2 separate regions of the Mus musculus genome follow, and region 1 is linked to region 2. A link is a contact called in public HiChIP or PLAC-seq data. All regions are on one chromosome and are shown on one strand. Each heading gives the region's core, a stretch centred on a gene start, on an enhancer-like site or on the middle of the called end of the contact. The rest is flanking DNA. Distances are from core to core; before and after follow the strand shown.

What was found. HiChIP or PLAC-seq counts read pairs in DNA pulled down with a chosen protein or histone mark.
Region 1: a contact with region 2 is called in an H3K27ac HiChIP or PLAC-seq map of large pre-B cells, with 3 times the contacts expected there. The contact joins two enhancer-like sites. A contact is called at or near these places in 1 of 15 datasets of contacts at CTCF or cohesin (pro-B cells), 2 of 484 Hi-C or Micro-C datasets (bone marrow-derived macrophages and large pre-B cells) and 1 of 115 datasets of contacts at active chromatin or transcription factors (large pre-B cells).

Annotation. Positions count from the first base shown.
Region 1 is chr16:65,467,720-65,474,251 of GRCm38.p6, forward strand. No RefSeq gene overlaps it. Among named protein-coding and RNA genes, the nearest start is that of Pou1f1, 50 kb to the right of the region's middle. Within about 2 kb of position 4,957, at least 6 of the 459 cell types and tissues checked have an H3K27ac peak or open chromatin away from gene starts, as enhancers often do.
Region 2 is chr16:65,125,037-65,131,685 of GRCm38.p6, forward strand. No RefSeq gene overlaps it. Among named protein-coding and RNA genes, the nearest start is that of Htr1f, 23 kb to the left of the region's middle. Within about 2 kb of position 3,030, at least 10 of the 459 cell types and tissues checked have an H3K27ac peak or open chromatin away from gene starts, as enhancers often do.

The sequences.
Region 1 (6,532 bases), core at 3,707-6,206, 340 kb after region 2:
ACTCTTACTGTTACAAAACCTTAAGATCCAGAAACTGCCCAACCTGGGGATCCATCCCATAAACAACCACCAAACCCAAACACTATTGCATATGCCAGCAAGATTTTGCTGACAGGACCCTGATATAGCTGTTTCTTGTGAGGCTATGCCAGTGACTGGCAAATACAGAAGTGGATGCTCACAGTCATCTATTGGATGGAACACAGGGACCCCAATGAAGGAGCTAGCGAAAGTACCCAAGGAGCTAAAGGGGTCTGCAATGCTATAGGAGGAACAACAATATGAACTAGCCAGTACCCACCAGGGCTTGTGTCTCTAGTTGCATATGTAGCAAAGGATGGCCTGGTAGGCCATCCATAGGAGGACAGGCACTTGGTCTTTCGAAGATTATATGCCCCAGTACAAGAGAATGCCAGGGCCAGGAAGCAGGAGCGGGTGGGTTGGGGAGCAGGACAGGGGAAGGGTATAGGAGACTTTCTGGATAGCATTTGAAATGTAAATGAAGAAAATATCTAATAAAAAAATGAAAAGGGAAAAAAATGAAACCTTAAGTGATTTATGCTCTTTTTTTCCAATTATTTTTATTGGATATTTTCTTTATTTACATTTCAAATGTTATACCCTTTCCTGGTTTCCCTCCCTCCCAGACACACCCTATCACATCCTCCTTCCCCCTGCTTCTATGAAGGCGTTCCTCTACCCAGCTACCCACTCCCTCTGTGCCCTCGATTCCCCTACACTGTGACATCTATCAAGCCTTTATTGGACCAAGGACCTCTCCTTCGATTGAGGCATGACAAGGCCATTCTCTGCTACATTTGCAGCTGGAGCCATGTGTACTCCTTTGATGATGGCTTAGTCACTGGGGTGTTCTGGTTGGTTGATATTGTTCTTCCTATGGGGTTACAAACTCCTTCAATTCCTTCAGTCCCTTCTTTAACTCTTCTATTTGAGACCCTGTGCTCTGTCCAATGGTTGGCTGCTAACATCTGCCTCTGTATTTGTAAGGCTCTGACAGGGGAAGGGTATAGGAGACTTTCAGGATAGCATTTGAAATGTAAATGAAGAAAATATCTAATAAAATAATGAAAAGAGAAAAAAAATGAAACCTTAAGTGATTTATGCTCTTTTTTTCCAATTATTTTTATTGGATATTTTCAGGAGACAGCCATATCAGGCTGCTTTCAGCATGCACTTCTTGGCATCCACAATAGTGTCTGGTGACTGTATATGGGATGAATCCCCAGTTGGGACAGTCTCTGGATGGCCTTTCCTTTAGTCTCTGCTCTAAACTTTATCTCCATATTTGCTTCTGTGAGTATTTTATTCTCCTATTAACTAGTAACATTATATCAATCAGTCAATCAATATTAATATTAATATTAGATATCTCAGGGGTCCAGGTTATTTGAGACTGCTGGTCATCCTATTGGTTTGCCCTCCTCCTCAGTTTCTTCCTCCTTTTCCCTAATTCAACCCCACAGGCTGAAGTCCATTGGTTGGGTGTAAGTTATCTGCATCTTACTCTTTCAGCTGCTTGTTGGGCCTCTCGGAGGACAACTATGCTAGGCTCCTGTTTGTGAGCACACCATAGCATCAGTAATAATATCAGGGCCCCAGACCTCCCCTTGAGCTGGATCCCAATTTGGGACAGTCACTGTACTGACTTCCTTTCCTTTCCCTCAGTTTCTTCCCCATCTTTGTCCCTGCAGTTCTTTTAGATAGGAACAAATCTGGGTCAAAGTTTTTGACTGTAGGATGGCAACCCCAAGACCAGCAAATTCGAGTCTGATTTTATACCCATCTCCAAATCTATAAGCTAACAGTATTTGAACTCAATATCTTACCTTTCCTAGTAAAGAAATCTCTGTCCCAGCCACCAGTGGCAATTTATTCCACATATTATTCATAGCCAATCTCCTCTGCTTTTGAAATGCTGTATTTCTTTACTGTTATGTTTTTAGCCATGCAGCAGTTTACACATATATTGTAGCAGAATTTGCGTTCAAAGCTTTATGCCTCAGTTCATAATTTCTGGCCAGTTATAATCTGAATTTGTCTGCTTCCTTTCTCAGTCAATCACTCTAAAATGCTCCAAGTCACTATGCCCACTTCCTTACTTTCTTTTTCAAATTAACTTCCATCACCATCAATCTCCCCAAACCAGCTGTCAAACTTCAAGTGATGAAACACAAGGAGAACTTTTGCGCTCCCATTAAGATTGCCTGCAAAGGAGCTTTTGACAAATAACACTTCTCTTTTCTGCAAAAGAATTGCCCTCCTGTAGGCTCTAGGGTTCCACGCCTGCCTGGCTTTCTTGCTTACCTATTTGTGTACCTCTACCGTCAGGTTTTCTGTCTCATTTTCTGGTTCTGTCTTCTCAATTTAACTTCAAAATTCAGAATTCCCCAAGATAACACAAAACAATCCTTCCACTTACCCAACCTCCATTTTATCATCAGAGGACTGTTTTTTTTTTTTTTTTCCTCTTGTGGCTGCAAATATCATTACTATGGTGATGGTTTCTACAATTTTAATTTAGATAAGACCACTTTTGTAAGATGCATGTTCAATTCCTAGTTGAAATCTCTACTCAGAAATATTTAATCCATATCTATTTTGATCTGTCTTCCAGCTTTACCCTGTCTTCACTCATGAGATAAAATTCAACATATTTCCCTTCTCAGAATTATAGAAAACACATTTGAAACTTTTCTAATTCCAATTCATCACAAAATTATTAATATTTTTTGGCATTCACCATCTACCACACCATGCTCACAAACAATATTATTTTTTTCATTACTCACCATTAGCTAAAACAAAGAAGGAAATTGGCAGTAGAGAAAGTTTAACCAGTTTTAAAGGGCACATAGTTCAGAAAGAACATACCCGAGACTTTAGGTCAGACTCTTAACTTTCAGAATTCATTATTTATTACTATCATACTGTGTCTCAGCGTATAATAAAATCTTAAGTAACATGGTCATAGGACTTCTTGTGAGCCAGGTTTAATTTCAAGTGTTTAAACAATATTAAATCATATGGGGAATACATTGTCATTACTTCTGCTTTTATATATCAGAAAATGACATGGAGAGGTTAAGTAATCATCGCAGGGCCAGTAAAACACAGAAATAGAATTCGCAGGCTCCAGAGTCTGTGTTCTTAATCACAAACATATGTTTCCTTCCCTCCTCTTGTGGCTTCTATATCCAACATTTGTGTCGATGTTTTTAAGGCTCAGGTATGAGAGATTTTTAGGAAGGAAGCTAGAATACACAACTTGCTATGAAGCTAGAAAACATAATGCAATTTATTAAAGTTGGATGGGTTCAGGCAGTTGAGAAAAATATTTTTAAGATAATTATTAAATTGTCTGAGCCAAGCCAAGAGAAATGGAGTCTTCAAGGTAGCAAAACCACCATGAATTCAGCTGCATATGTAGCAGAGGATACCATTGTCTAGCATCGATAGGAGGGGAAACCCTTGGTCACGTGAAGGCTCAATTCCCCAGTGTAGGGGAATGCCAGGGTGGTGAGGTGGGATTGGGTGGGAGAGGGAGCATCCTCATAGAAGTAGGGGGAGGGGGTAAGAGACAGGAGTTGCAGAGGTAGAACAGGGAAAGGGGATCACATTTGAAATGTAAATACATAAAATATTCAATAAAATGTTTTTAAAAAGGAAAATAAGCAACACAAAACATATTACAGCATATGCACTGAGTGTGCCACTATTATGAGCATATGGCACAGACATAACCAGGCAGAAATATGAATAATCTGTTCCTCTTTTCATGGGATATAGAGAAGGCAAAGAGGGTTATCAACATGATAAACTATCTGCAGGTTGTCTAAGGCTAAGATGCATATTCACTGACAACTCAAGTAAACTGTCCAGTAAATCCTGAGAATTCCACCCAGGTTCCTCACTGGGGCTTAAGGTCAAATGAACAAATTAGGCAACAGATTTGAGAGAGCATAAAACATGTGAGACTTCAATCCCATGTATCAACAACAAGAGAATTTATCACCAGGGACCATCCAGCAGGTGGCATGTTGAAATCTTTTTCATGTCTCTCAGATTCATATAATTTGGAAGAGAAAAAAAATAGGATTTACTTTTGAAATGGTTCTATCTTGAGTCCATGTTTTGCTGAGATTTCATATCAGGATCCAGATTAAACACTACAAAGCATATTTATAAAATTATAAAAATGAAATATCTAATATAAAATGCTGAAATGGGATCAATGCATTTACAAATGATTTAAATGTGTCAACAGAAGGATGGACAGCAGAGTAAGAACTAGAAGTTATATTAGATTTCATGTTTTTTTAAAGAAAATCAAAATTAACCCATAAAAAAATAAGCAATATACATGTTAAGAGGCCACTCTTTAAGATCAGTACATTTATAAAGCAAAGAATTCACAGGTTTTCAAAGTTTAAGAATTTTTTACTGATACCTATGGTGAAAGGCAAAATTTTATTGTTTGTAGTGACATACCTGGTTGCATAACTGGATGCAGAGTTGGAAGTTAGAAATATCATAACATGAATACATTACAATTTCACAAATGCCTTTTTATCACATTTCCCCACAAAGTAACAAGGGAACTGCTGGTCCTGGAAAGAGCTATGAATCCAAATCTCCTGGGACACACCATTTTCAGAAATCATAACTTGATGCACCTGAGCTTGGAAATTTGGAGCTTTTTTTATATACTGCATAACCTCCCCATGGAGCAGAGGCACCCTGTAATCAATCACCATTTACCACTATCAGGGATACATTAATCCCTTGTCAGATACAGCTATCATTTTGTAAAGTGAGGTTAAATCGGTTCACATTTTGCCCTTCCAAAATATGTTAACGTGAATTACAAAGCTAACATCAAAATTGCTTGTGAGACTTGATAGAACTACCCAACAGCATCCCAGTGATTAACACTGACACCTAGTGGCTGCGCACAGGAAAAACCTAAATTCAATGGTTAAATTTAATCTACCAAGTATTTGGGCCAGGAGATAGGAAATGGATAGAATCCTCATCTTTACCATTAGCTTACAAACAGAGGCGTGTATGCGTCATCAATACCATGTGACTAGATCCATGTGTGAGGAAGAGGGTACACTACAAGTGATTAAGAATACAAATAAACTTCCCTGGAAGAGACACCCAAGCAGAATCTTGATGGAGACAAAATGAAAAGAAAGGTTCACATTTTGTTACAAAGAAAGTGCACAGAGGAAAGCAGTATCAGAGATCCAAACTGATGGAAGTATTGATGTACAACGTAGCAAAACAGCCCAAGGAGAAGGGATCTCGATTTATACCTAGCAGTATCCTGAACGCCAAATAGCACACAAACGTCTTTCTATTACTGGTACTTTATTTGATTTAACTTATTGATTTCTAATATTATCACTTAATGGCAATTAAAAATAAAATTATATATTATACCTGGCATTTATAAAACAACCACAGAAATTTGGGAACTAAGAAAAATGTATCTCAAAATAATAAAAAGAATAGAGAATCTTATTTCAAATTATGTCTGAGTAGTAATCTAAGGTTTTACATATGGCCAATTATCTAGGCATGAAGGTAAACTGAGTCAAAGGAAAGCCATAACTGATCACTTCTCAGCTAGCAGCTGAAAACCTAGTCACTTTTACTAAAATGGTGCTGAAGAGTCTATATTATAATCATCATCAGCAACAGCGAAGCAGCAACACACACAGCAGCAGCACAGCAGCAGCACAGCAGCAGCAGCACACACAACAGCAGCACAGCAGCACAGCACAGCACAGCACAACAGCAGCAGCACCGCAGCAGCACCGCAGCAGCACAGCAGCAGCACAGCAGCAGCACAGCAGCACCGAAGCAGCACAGCAGCAGCAGCACTGCACACACAGCACAGCAGCAGCAGCACAGCACACACAGCACAGCAGCAGCAACGCAGCAGCACAGCAGCAGCAGCACAGCACAGCACAGCAGCACAGCACACACAGCACAGCAGCAGCACAGCAGCAGCAGCACAGCACAGCAGCAGCAGCACAGCAGCACAGCAGCACACACAGCACAGCAGCAGCAGCAGCACAGCAGCAGCACAGCAGCACAGCAGCAGCAGCACAGCAGCAGCACCGCAGCAGCAGCACCGCAGCAGCACCGCAGCAGCAGCACAGCAGCAGCAGCACAGCAGCAGCACACAGCAGCACAGCAGCAGCACAGCAGCACAGCAGCAGCAGCACAGCAGCAGCACACAGCAGCACCACAGCAGCAGCAGCAGCAGCACAGCAGCAGCACAGCAGCACACAGCAGCACCACAGCAGCACCACAGCTGCACAGCAGCAGCACAGCAGCAGCAGCTAGCATTACTGTTACTTGCTGCTCTTTCCTCTCAAGCTTGTGTTGACACATGTTCATCTGATAGCTGTAGGCCATTAGGCAAGATACTGCACTTCTCCTAAGTCTGTTCTACAGGTAGAACTCTTCCCCCTCTCAGCCAGAGGTCTGTCCTTGTAAT
Region 2 (6,649 bases), core at 1,780-4,279:
TTCTTTTTGGAGGCACTCAGACCTATGAGTTTTCCTTTTAGTACTGCTTTCATTGTATCCTACAAGTTTGGGTATGTTATAACTTCATTTTCATTACATTCTAAAAAGTTTTTAATTTCTTTCTTAATTTCTTTCTTGATCAAGTTATCATTGACTAGAGTGTTGTTCAGCTTCCATGTGTATGTGGGCTTTCTGTTGTTTTTGTTGCTATTGAAAACCAGCCTTAATCCATAGTGATCTTATAGGAGGCATGGGATTATTTCAGTCTTCTTATGTGTGTTCAGGTCTGTTTTGTGACCAATTATATGGTCAGTTTTTGAAAAGGTAACATCAGGTGCTTAAAAAAAGGTATATTCTTTTGATTTAGGATGAAATATTCTATAGATATCTGTTAAATCCATTTGTTCCATAACTTCTGTTAGTTTCACTGTGTCTCTGTTTAGTTTGTGTTTACCTGATCTGTCAATTTATGAGAGTAGGGTTTTGAAATCTCCCACTATTGTTGTGTGAGGTACAATGTGTGCTTTGAGCTTTAGTAAAGTTTTTTTATAAATGTGGGTGCCCTTGTATGTGGAGCATAGATGTTCAGAACTGAGAGTTCTTCTTAGCAGATTTTTCCTTTGATGAGTATGACTTTTTTTTGATGACTTTTGGTTAAAAGTCAACTTTATCCAATATTAGAATGGCTACTCCAGCTTGTTTCTTGAGACCAGTTGCTTGGAAAATTGTGTTCCAGCACTTTAGTTTGAGGTAAAGTGTTTGTCTTTAACACTGAGGTGCATTTCCTATATGCAGCAGAATGTTGGGTCCTGTTTACATATCCAGTCTGTTAGTCTATGTCTTTTTATTGGGGAATTGAGTCCATTAATGTTAAAAGATATTAAGAAATAGTGATTGTTGATTCCTGTTAATTTTATGTTTGTGTGGCTATCTTCTTTTGGGTTTGGTGAAAGAAGATTACTTTTTTGCTTTTTCTAGGGTGTAGTTTGCCACCTTGTATTGGCATTTTCTGCGTATTATCTTTTGTAGTGCTAGATTTATGGAAAGATATTATGTAAATTTGTTTTTGTCATGAAATGTCTTGGTTTCTCTATCTACGGTAATTGAGAATTTTGATGGGTATAGTATTCTGGGATGGCATTTGTGTTCTCTGAGGGTCTGTATGAGATCAGCCCAGGATCTTCTAGCTTTCATAGTCTCTGGTGAGAAGTCTGGTGCAATTTCGATAGGTCTGCCTTTATGTGTTACTTGACATTTTTCCCTTACTGCTTTTAATATTATTTCTTTGTTTTGTGCATTTGGTATTTTAACTATTATGTGATGGGAGAAATTTCTTCTCTAGTCCAATCTATTTGGAGTTCTATAAGCTTCTTGTATGTTTATGTGTATCTCTTTCTTTAGGTTAGGGAAGTTTTCTTCTATAATTTTGTTGAAGATATCTATTTGCCCTTCAAGTTGGGACTCTTCACTCTCTTCTATATCTATTATCCTTAGGTTTGGTCTTATTATTGTGTCTTGGATTTCCTGGATGTTTTGGGTTAGGAGCTTTTTGCATTTTCTTTGACTATTGTGTAAGTGTTTTCTATGGTATCTTCTACACTTAAGATTTTCTCTTCTATCTTTTGTATTTTGTTGGTGATGCTTGCATCTATGACTCCCGATCTCTTTCCTAGGTTTTCTAACTCCAGTGTTAGCCCCCTTTGTGATTTCCTTATTGTTTCTATTTCCAGTTTTAGATCCTGGATGGTTTTGTTTAGTTCCTTCACCTATTTAGTTGTGTTTTTCTGTAAACCTTTAAGGGATTTTTGTGTTTTTTCTTCGGCTTCCATTTCTTTACCTGTGTTCTCCTTTATTTCTTTAAGGGAGTTATTTATGTCCTTCTTAAAGTCCTCTATCATCATCATCATAAAATATGATTTTAAATCAGAGTCTTGATGTTCTGGTGTGTTGGGGCATCCAGGGCTCAATGAGGTGAGAGAACTTGTTTCTGATGATGCCATGTGCCCCTTGGTTTCTGTTGCTTATATTCTTGCCTTTGCCTCTTGCATTTTGGTTATCTCTGGTGTTAGATGATTTTGCTGTCTCTGACTGTGGCTTGTCCCTCCTACAAGCCTGTGTGCCAGTACTTCTGGGAGACCAGTTCTCTCCAGGAGGTTTTGGTACGGAGCACTTTGGCACAGGATCAGCTGCTGGCACAAATGGAAACCGGAAGGATTTTGTCCCAGGCTGCTCCTCAGATCCTGTGTCTTGAGGGCCCTGGGCAGGTCCCTCTGAGCAGAAGTGGTGGTCTTACCTGTTATCACAGGCATGTCTGCACTCCTGGGAGACCAGCTCTTTCCCATAGGGATTTGGGTATGGAGCACTGTGGCACATGATCAGCTCTGGGCACAGACAGAAACCACAAGGCTCTTCTTTTTGTATTTCTAAAAAAATGTTATTGAGTACAACAATGTATTATACATGTACATTTACAGGTTTTTAAATGTTCATTATTTATTTATTTATTTATTTATTTATTTAGACTAGTTTTGTTCTGATGTCTACTTTACCCAATGCAAATATAACTAGTCTGACTAAGTTTTGGTTTCTATTTTCTGGATATATTGACTTTATTATTAAAAATAAAAAAAAACTCTGTCAATGTGTGCTTTTGACATTGAGGAATGTGTTTTTTTTCTCTAAACAATAAATAGTTGGATTTTATTTTTAATTCAATCAGGTAGTCTGTTCTTTATGTATAACTGAAGAATTAGGACTTCATATATAGGATTTTTATTGAGAGTAATTTTCTGATTTCTGTATTTTTTTTGTTAGTTCTTTTCTTGATTGCTGCAGATTGAATGATAATCATGCCCCTTTGGATCCTGCGTTTGAACATTAGTTCCCAGTTGATGATGTGATTTGAGAAGGCTATGGACGCTTTGGGATATAGTGTCTTGGGGAAAGAAGTATGTTATTGGGAGTTGGCTTTGAAGTTTTATAGACTAGTCCCCAATTCCTGTTTTTTGTCTCTGCTTCCTGACTGCAGAGTCCCCACTTCCTGTTTTCTATCTCTGCTTCTTGTTTGTGGAGAACCTGCCAGCAGTCTGCTTCTTGACTCCCATGCTGGTCTCAGGGTCTTTTTACCATACTTTCTCTATCGATTTTTTTTCTTAGCATCCTTTCTGGAATGGAATTTATTCTTTCCTATGTTCATGTAATGAAAAAAATGTTTCTTTCTCTTCTTTATGTAGGATTCAATTATTTATTTATTTTTTCTGCAATGCTAGCTTGATGATTGTGAATTGCATTAATCTGTGCTTATTTTTGAAATATGTTTATTTCACCATTGATTTTAAAGATAATTTTGCTCAGCAGTTATTTAGTTTCAGGATATGAAACCTTGGGTTTTAGGTCTTTTGCTAAGAGGTTTGAAGTTACTCTGATGAATTGACATTGTAAATTATTTCACATTTTTTTCTTGGAGTCTTTAATATTGTTTCTTTGTTTTATAGTTTTGGCAAGATGAGTGTAATGTGCTGTGAAGAGGATTTTCTCTGGAGATGTCTATTTGAGATTATAAATACCTCTTGGCCTTAAATGCCCATGAATTTCCCCTAGGTTTGGGAAACTTTCTGCTATAATTTCATTAAATAGATTTTCTATGACACTAAAAATAAATCTTAGTTGCATCTTCTACACCACAGAATCTCAACATTTATAATTATAAGATCATTTCACAATTCTTAGAACTAGGGTTTTTCTTTATTGCTTTCTAAAAGGAGTCTTCTGTTAGCCTTGTCTTCCATCCCAATATTCTAGCTTCTGTCTGTCTACTGGAAATACTTCTCAATGTGTTTTTATTTGATTAGCTGAGGTTTTCATTTCCAACATTTCTCTTTGATTTTTTTCTAACAAATCCTTTCCTCTTTCTTCCTTCCTTCCTTCCTTCCTTCCTTTCTTTCTTTCTTTCTTTCTTTCTTTCTTTCTTTCTTTCTTTCTTTCTTTCTTTCTTTCTTTCTTTCCTTTCTCTCTCCCCCTCTCTCTCTCTTTCTCTCTCTCTCCCTCCCTCCCTCCCTCTTTCTCTCTTTCTCTCTCCCTCCCTCCCTCCCTTCCTTCCTTCCTTCCTTCCTCTCTCCCCCAACCCCCGGATTTTTTATCCTTGTTCCCAAGTTTCTCTTCTGCAATTTTGCTTACTTCCCTACATCCTTGGTTTATTTTATTCTCATTCTTTTTTTAGTTCATTCATCTGGTTGTTTGATTTCTTTGAAATCACTGATCATTTTTAGAAGTAAGACTTTAGAGTCAGTAATTGGACAAGATTTGTTGTACATACCATGTTGTCTTTTATTTTCATCTTTCTTGTTTTCCTGTGTTGCACTACATGCATCTGTTGTTTTGGATACCTTTTCCTTCTTTATTTGAGGCTATTCCTAGTGTAGACACTACTCTTGTTGGCTCATTCATGAAGGGAAAAGCACAAAGAGCCAAAAAAAAAAAAGATGAAGTGTTGGAGCAGCTTGTTTCTGGGTTTTCTATAATTGGAGTCTGCCAGGTGGAGGTGGGGGAGGAAAGTTGAAACTGGTGTCTTGTGTTTCTATTTAAGATGTCGTTGAACCAGATTCTGTGAAGCGCCCAGTTGTTCCTTGGGATTTTTTTTCCTTCTAGAAGCTGTCTTCTTGTTGTATCCTGATACTTTGCTGACCACACTTAACTGTGCAGTCTGTGGGTTGGGGAGGCTCTCTTACACTCTCAAGATTTCTCACCTTGTATTCTTTGGGGTGGCTAATGCTGTAGTCTGGAGTTTCCCCTGAGTATATTTGTAATAGGGGGAGCCAATACAATATGGAGATCTATATAGGCTGCCTCATTCTTTAAAGACCTAAGTAACATAAAATGCAACTGTAGGAATGAGACTTTGAGAGACAGTTTTGCTGTCGATTAAGTAATTGTTTCCTTTTCCAGAAAGTTTCCCCTTTAATGCTTCATAATCATTTATGATTCTTATTTTAGATTGTCTTAATATTGGTAGATGTGACCATTCTGTATACAACTGACATAGTACTACTGGTAGATCCAGCAGTACCTCTCCTGGGCATGCACCCAGAAGATGTTCCAACTGGTAAGAAGGACACATGCTCCACTATGTTCATAGCAGCCTTATTTATAATAGCCAGAAGCTGGAAAGAACCCAGATGTCCCTCAAAATGTCGCAATTTACACAATGGAGTACTACTCAGCTAATAAAAACAACGAATTTATGAAATTCTTGGGCAAATGAATGTATCTGGAGGATATCATCCTGAATGAGGTAACCTAATCACAAAAAAAGTCACTTGATATGCACTCACAGATAAGTGGATATTAGCCCAGAAACCTAGAATACCCAAGATACAACTTCCAAAACACAGGAAAATCAAGAAGGAAGACCAACTCGTGGATACTTCATTCCTCCCTAGAATAGGGAATAAAATATCCATGGAAGGAGTTTCTTTAACTTTTTATTGAGACTCAATTACAAGGAAAGAAAAGAATATATAATTTTTGTTGGTGGTGTTTTGTTTGTTTTTTAGAGCAAGAATCATTTTAGCCAAGGGACTGTAAAATGCAACAATTACCTAAGCTCTTTATTGTTAGAACTGGTAGGAAAGGCCATTACCTGAATTTGGATTTTAAAATAGTCTCAATTCATCTCGTGATTTAATTTGGTCTATTTATTCAACTTCTTATGTTTTTAATCTATTCAATTAAAATAGCATTCCTTCCATTGCATGAGCTTAATGAAGCTAAATAATAAATGGTAAGTAAATTAATTCATATGCAGAGCTGAGGACAGTGTTGGAAATGTAGGAAACTCTCATTAAATATTAAGCATTATTTTTATTATTTTAAATACACTGGGTCATCGAGAACTGTTTGCTCCTTTTTTTATTATTAAAAATCACATTCTTGTATTTATCAAAAGGATTATTTGTGCAATCAACATTTCATTTTCTGGTGTTCCTCATCTTTTCCTTTTGTTATAATCCTTGCTAGAGGTAACTTTTAATGAACTAATAAGTTGGCCTTTCAAACGTGGGGAGGACAAAATTTAGCCCAGTGTTTCTTAAACTTTAAAATTCACAAGGATCATTTGAGGATTTTGTCTTTTTTTTGTTTTGTTTTGTTTTTGTTTTTGTTTTTAAGGTGGATTCTGATCTGTGTGTTAAGATGGGAAAGATTTTGGCTTTCAGTTTGAGAAGTTTCAGCACACACTTCTCAGCTTTATTGTTGGGCTTGTTGTGAGGCAGAGCAAGGTGATGGAAGCTGGAGTGGGGGTGGGAGGTTGGGGGGCAGTTGAGGCAGAGAGGAAACCAAGGATCCCCTTCCTGGGCACCTACTGTTCCTGCCTCCCAGAATAATCTCACCATATTATGAATTCATTAAAGGATTAATACATTGATTGAGCCTTCAGAATCCAACCACCTCCCTGGAGCTCACCAGCTTAGGTAACTGAGCTTCAGTCTTCAGGGAACACCACAGGTTAAACCACAAGAGCTTGATGAAGCCTGAAAGTGAGTTGCTAGCGAACATAAAGATGGGCACAGCATTCCTGGCACTACCTCTTGCGTATTAACATGGCTCTGGCCTTTCTTCCTGTGATTAAAACAAAACAAAACAAAACAAAACA